Linked DNA regions of Canis lupus: region 1 is linked to region 2. The links are chromatin contacts, called in public Hi-C maps. All regions are on one chromosome and are shown on one strand. The core of a region is the stretch at or near the end of the contact, and the rest is flanking DNA. Distances in the headings are between cores, read along the strand shown.

Region 1 (3,327 bases), core at 405-2,904, 66 kb before region 2:
TATATTTCCCCTACATTCAGCCTTATGAGAGCATTAGCATTTAAGGAAACAAATTACATACTCATATACTCAAGTGTTTAAAAACCGTTTATTATGCAAAATGTTAACTTTTATAAAAAGTTTAATAATATACATTGCATGGTTACAGAAAGTCACCTTCCTGCAAAAAAGGTACAAAAGCTATATACTCTATTATAGAGTTCATAATCAGGGCAACAGAGCCTTTCTCCAAGGAGACCAGAAGACCAGCTCTACTGCTGCCTTGGCAGACTTTGGAGAGCAGCCACTCCCCCCCCCAACTCCACACTGTGAAAGACAGTCTTTAAAACTTGGGGGTGGGGTGGGGGCTGGGAGATGTTGCCCAGCTGGTGCCCAGAGCTAGCTCTGGCTCTTTAGGCCACCCAAGTTCACAGTCCTCCGCTCCCGGGCGCCAGGTCCAGCCTCGAGGCGGGGGTTTGGGGAAGTCAAGTGGGCAGGGCGAGGTTGGGGCCCATCCATGCCCTCGGGCTTCCGGCCGTAGAGGGTCCCGGGGTCCCAGGCGGAACGGGCGCCAGCACCTGCGTTCTGGGCGGGGGAGGAAAGAAGACCAGGGAGCCATCAGTTTCCGCCGAGCGCGCCGAGGCGGGGGCCGTCCGCAGACTGCCCGGCGCCAGGGAGGAAACTTGGTCTCTACCTCCAGCTGATAACTCCGAGCCCTAAGCTGCCCCCACCCAGTTGGCGCCAAAGGACCACAGGCGGAGCTTGCAACCACCCCGCCCTCTTGGAATTGACACTAGTTGGGAGAAGCCTACACTCCCAACTACGGACAGAACGGCTCTTTTATTTACCTGCGCCTACTTTTCCCCCTGTCTTTGGTCACTGGGGGAGGGCAGGGGCAAAGCGCGCGGAAGGTGGAAACGCACATTGGATGGGAATTGGTTCTGTCATTCATTTGATGGAACCGAGGGTTAAGCCACTCTCGCCCCTCCCTCGCCCCGTTTTCCCCAAACTGAGATGGCAATAATCGCTTAAAAGGCCAACCAGTTCCAAGATCTGTCGCTTTAAGCACCGCCCCACCCCCACCCCCTGGGCGACGGCGGGGAGACTCACCTGGAGGCGCCAGGGCTGCCAGGTCAGTGGCAGAAGCTCCTCTTGTCGTTGGAGATCACGAGTTCCGGAGCGAGCTCGGCTGTCTGAGACGAGGAGAAAGAGGGTAAAGTGATGCCCGGCGTTTGGGAGTTTCAGGAGTCCAAGCAGCATCCCGGCTCCGGAGCTCGAGCCCGCCCCACCTCCCGCGCACGCCCCCACGCACCTGGATGGGAAGATGCGGGCCGTCGGGGGGTCCAGGGGCGGGCTCGGCCAGGACCACCTGCAGGTCGAGGATGTAGTCGATGACGCGCTGCAGGATTTCCACCTGGCTAAGCTGAGTGCCTCGCGGGACTCCGGGTACGAGTTCCCGCAAGCGCGAGTAGCAGTGGTTCATGTCGTCCAACAGGCTCAGCGGCTCCTCGGCCGCCGGGCCCTTGCCGCGCCCGCGCGCGATGGCCAGGCTGCGTTCGGACAGGCAGCACACCGCCTCGTAGCAGCCGCGCACCGGGCTCAGCGCCTTCATATTGCAGAGTGAGGCCGGAGGTGCCGAGAGGAGCAGGAGAGCCAGGGAGCCCCGACAGCAGCTGGCAACGCGCGCACGCCGGCCGCGGCCCCACTTATAGAGCCCGGTCGGGGCCACGCCCCTTTATGCAAAACGCGCGCCTCGGCCCCGCCCCCGCCAGCCCTGGGCGTTCACAACCCGGTTAAATTGCAAACAGGCTTCCTCCGGCTGGTCTGACGCCGAATACCGCGGAGCCGCGGATTCAAAGAATGAGGAAGCGCTGATACTGGGGAGAGGCAGGCCTCTTTGCCAGCGAGGATTTTAAAAAATCACTTAAAACCATTAACTTTAAGAATTTGCCTTTTCCTGGCAGCGCCCCAGATCTTTGAGCTCCCCTGCCCCCTGCCAGTCCACCCACAGCCCAACACTAGTTCGAACCCACAGCTCCTCTGAGGTCATAAATCCCTGAACAGCAAAGAAGCTTTTTTTTTTTTTTAAAGCAAAGGATTTTTCAAGGGAAACTTGTAAGGAATTAGTGCCGCCTTGTTCCCCAATTTGCTGTTCGTCTGACCTCCAGACTCACTGGCGTCAGGAATTATCTTGTGACCAGAGGGGAAAAAAAATTAATTGCGGTGAAGCTGAGTTTACAATGAAGAAAACAGATTTGGGCTAGGGCTGAGATTGCAGAAGGAGGAGGGGAAGGGGGTTTGAGCAAAGAACACTATTTGAGCAACAGGGGAAAAGGAAAAAAAAAAAAAAGAAGAAGAAGAAGAAAGCAGGCCGAATCCGTGATTTTTGCATGGGGAGAGAAAGGAGCTCCCACCCTCTGGCCCCATGCGCTCCATAAGGAGCCAAATATTTGCCAGTTGTGTTTTGGAAGTGAGTTCGATTAAAATCTTAGACCGAGTTTTAAATATGGGGCGACAGACAAGATGATTTCTGTATCAATCTTTCAAGGGGTCCCCCGTGGGGGGGGGTCAATCTCTTAACTCTTGCTTTGCCATCCCCCCACACCCCACACTTTCCACACACCTCTATGCAGAAAACAATAGTTTGGTAATTTCATCACTCTATTGTCTGTCCCTTTCTGCTATGGAAGGGTAGGGCCACCTGGACTTGATTATTCTTAGCCTCACTGAAATAGCTCCAGCTCTATCTGAGAGCCCAGGAAAGGGATCAGAGAACAGGGAAGCTAAGCCCTGTATTGCAACAGGACATTGCACTCAGTATTCTTGTCTTCTTGTCACTTCCCAGAACTTTTGGGAATTTGCAGCCTCAAAATGCTGGTTTTCATCTTGGAACTGACCAGGTGGGATTCCCCCAATGGTTGCTTCCTAAATCAATCAGTTGGTAAATATTTATGGAGTCATCTTACACAGAACAGTGGCTCCTGCTCTCAAGAATCTCACAATTTGGGGAGACAAGATTAACACAGGAAACAATTAAGATTTCTATAGTATGTGGCACTAATTAAAAGGACAATGGGAGCTCAGAGCTAGGAGAATCTCAAAATAATAATGGTAGAGAGGACGCTGGACTGGAAATCCACATAGCCATGCGATCTTGAACAAGCCCATTTACCCTGGCCTTTGTTGCCTTGTGACTAATATGGGGAGATGGTGCTAAGTGATTATTTTAAATCCTTCCCAATACTAGAAATCTAAGGCTTTATGAAATTTGGACAGGCAGGTGTGGGGTAGTAAAGGGCTCAGAGAGGGGCTATAAAAACATGTCCAGTGTCACACCACAGCTAATGG
Region 2 (3,380 bases), core at 27-2,526:
TCATACATATACTGTGCTACTGTTTATTTTTTATTATTATTTTGTAAGATGTTATTTATTTATTCATGAGAGATACACAGAAACAGAGAGAGAGAGAGGCAGAGACACAGGCAGAGGGAGAAGCAGGCTCCATGCAGGGAGCCCGACGTGGGACTCGATCCCGGGACTCCAGCATCAGGCCCTGGGCCGAAGGCAGGCGTTAAACCGCTGAGCCACCCAGGGATCCCTGTGCTGTTTAAAAAGTTATTTGTAGTATGTTGATAATTTTTTTTTAAAAAAGGCCATAAAACAGTTGGAGCTGTGTTAACCCATTTTTGGAAAAAAAACAAAACAAAACAAAAAAACAATATATAATGGCCGCCCTGGAAAAAACTGGAAACATCCACGCCAAAATGTCAGCAGCAGTGGTTTTCTCTGGGAAATGGCATTGCAGGTGTTTTCCCTTTTCCTTTTGCTTATTTGTATGTCATAAATCAGTTTTGTCCAATAGAATGCTCTGCAGTGACGGAAATGTTCTGTATCTGTACTGTCCAGCACGGCAGCCCCTAACCACGTGTGGCTACTGAGCACTTTCAAAATGGCCAGTGAGACTGAGGAATGGAATTTTACATTTTACTTCATTTTATTTAATATAAACTTGAGTGGCCGCGTGTACAAAGTGGCTACTCACTGCATTGGGCAGCACGGTCCTGAATTGTTTACAGAGAACACACACTGGCTTTGCAAAGAAGGAGGGGGAAGAGCTTTTCTTTCTTTTTTTTTTTTCTTGTTTGTTTATTTGTTCTGCTACTTGCAAAAGCTCCTTGGAGATCTCAGTGAGAGGCAGTGAGTGTCAGGGCTTTGCAAACTGTGAAGTGCGGTGCTCAGGAGGTGCTGCCGCCTGTGACTCCTCTTCCTCTTATTCAGGCCCTTTTTCTGCCATTCCCTCTTTGGGCTCTGAGATCGAGCCCTGACTAGCGACAGCATCTCTGCTGGGGGCCTCTGGAAGCAGGGAGGGTGTCCTGGGGCCTGGCCCCTGCTGCTAAGGAAACATTCATTCTCTCATTCATTCATTCAGCAGTCATCACGAGCCCTCCCCCCTCCTGGCTATGTACTACATGAGGGCAGGGGCACTGGGTCACCACCGTGTGTGTCTGCCCACGTGGAGACGGGCAGGGACAGGCTGGGGAGTTACAGAGTGGAAAGTCACAGGGGTAGGACCTGGAGGCTGAGTTTGAGCCCCAGCTCGGCCTCCTCTGGGCGCACCACTTAATTTCCCTAAACCTCCACTTTCTCATCTGTAAATACCAGAAAAGAGTGACACTGCCCCGGGGAAGCACAGGGTTGACCAGGGCTGGGAAAGCCCATGACAAAGGCCTGCAGAGATATTCAAGGTCAGAGAACGTGCTCCCCTAGGGGAATAATTGGGTAGTGACAGCTGACAGCCAGGCCGATGCCGACCGTAGATACTATTAGTCATATTTCATCACAATGCATCATGGATTCTTTAAGCATAATTAAGATCTTAATTGTAGGAAGAGCAGCAGAAGATGTAATCATCCACCTATGGGGTGTTTGCTGGTGCCCTGTGATGTCCCAGGCCAAGGGTGAATAGGGGTCCTGTCTGGAAATACAGACCTGGATTAGGGTCCTCCCCTTGGGATCCTGACAAGGGAGCAGAGGGGACACATAAGGAAACAGGCAAACTCCATGCAGCAGTCCCATTGGTATACGCCGGGCCCCTAGGGCCAGATGGAATAAGCCTCTGCTCTCAGGAAGCTTCCAAAGGAAGCGGGGAGGCAGATGTTCATCAAATAGCTGCTCAAGTATATAATTACAAACTGTGATAAGGGTTAAGAGGAGGAAGTAGAGGGCTGTGAAGACATGTCATGGGATTTAATGGTAGTGAGAGGGTCAGAGACGATGTCTCTGAGGACAGCAGGATCTGAAGGGGCTTAATAAGGGGTGATGGGGGAGGAGGGGAAGAGTGCTCCTGGGGCCAGTGTGGCTGGAACCCAGGCGGCAGAAGGGATGAGGTCTGCTAGGTGGCTGGGGCAGGGGCACAGCCCACTGGGTCGGCCAGACCCTGCTGGGGAGCCAATGAAACGGTCGCAGGGAAGGGGCGGGGAGGAGAGTTGTTCATTCTGGGATGAGGGCTGCAGGGGCAGGGTGGAAGCAGGGTGGGCACAAGGTGGCTGATGTAAGGGGTGGCAGAGGGGTGCAGAGGTGGGGAGAGACTTGGGAGCTGTTTGGAGACTTGGCATTGGCTCCGCCCTGGGGGGTGGTGGCAAGAGGGGTCCTAGAGTGAGAAGTTCTGTGAAGGAGGAAGGTCTGATTAAAGCTGACTTGAGGGGCTTTGGGGCAAGCGTCCCAGGTGGAGCCCATCTCCCCGGGGCTGTGGAGAGGGTTGCAGCGCCCCCGGTGGAGGCAAAGGGGAAAGACAGTCTCCGAGGTCAGGTCCACTAAGTCCCCTGGGCTTTGAGGAGCTCGCAGAGAAAGGAAACGGAGGTTTGTCGAGTCCTGGCCGTGTGCCAGGCCCTATTCCAAGTCCTACCTTCATGGCCTGGTTTAGTCCCCACAACAATCCTAGGACATCGATGCTGTTACAACTCCCATTTTACAGAGGAGGAAACTGAGACTCAAAGAGGCATTGATTCTGGGATGTGAAGTCCAGCCAGGCTGACCCCAGTCTTGCCTTTTCACCAGGGTGTCATACTGCTCTCGTGGTTTGTGGTGACTAGAGCCTGGAAGAGTTGGAGAGATGGGGGAGGGATGAGACTGAGGCTGAGACGAGCTCCCCAAACACGGAAGGGCTGCACGTGTCCGGGTTAGGGGGTCTGGACTTGGCTGTGACAGATGGGTAGCATGTCCTTAGGGTGGGAGGCGATTAGGTCAGACTTCTGGAGAAGTCACTCTGAGACCTGATAATGGGAGCGGATGGAGGGGGGATGGAATTCCAGGGGGAGAGAGACTGAGGCAGGGCCCACGGGCACCCAGGGAAGAGGCCACTGCCCCAGTGGGGAGCAGTCTGTGCTGGAGCAACAGGGCTCCAGGCAGCAGGGGTGGATTCCAGACAGTTCCAAGATAGGAACTGGCCCGCAGGATGTCAGGGGTGAGCCATCAAACTTGGGTAACAGGAGGCTGCTGTTTATTTTATTCATGCATAGACCAAACTCTTACTGGGCACCTACTAAGTGCCAGGTTCCATGCAAAGTGCTGAGAACACAGAGAGAAAAGATGAAATTCTTCCCAAGAAGGGAGGTGGGAAGAGAAGGGGAGACAGGGAGACAATGATGAGTTTGGTTGGGGACCTATTGAATCAGAGGAGGGGTGGACAGCTATGTGGCAATGTCCAAGGGACACTGGATCAAGGGTCTGGGACTCAGGAGGGAGGCACCTTT

The links. Hi-C and Micro-C count contacts between places; a contact is called where the count stands out from the background.
Region 1: a contact with region 2 is called in a Hi-C map of blood, with 3 times the contacts expected there. The contact joins the promoter of ID3 here to the enhancer-like site in region 2. A contact is called at or near these places in 7 of 9 Hi-C or Micro-C datasets (amygdala, blood, liver and 1 more).

Annotation. Positions count from the first base shown.
Region 1 is chr2:75,273,292-75,276,618 of UU_Cfam_GSD_1.0, reverse strand. It overlaps ID3 (inhibitor of DNA binding 3, HLH protein), which reads right to left and starts at 1,654. Exons shown (of 3, transcript NM_001003025.2): 1 at 1,292-1,654; 2 at 1,090-1,172; 3 at 526-564. The coding sequence starts at 1,591. The coding sequence ends at 1,113. All of the region lies in intron 3 of LOC111093589 (a long non-coding RNA gene), which reads left to right.
Region 2 is chr2:75,206,402-75,209,781 of UU_Cfam_GSD_1.0, reverse strand. No RefSeq gene overlaps it. Among named protein-coding and RNA genes, the nearest start is that of RPL11, 28 kb to the right of the region's middle. Within about 2 kb of position 1,276, at least 4 of the 20 cell types and tissues checked have an H3K27ac peak or open chromatin away from gene starts, as enhancers often do. A contact at or near this core is called in blood, where this site is marked.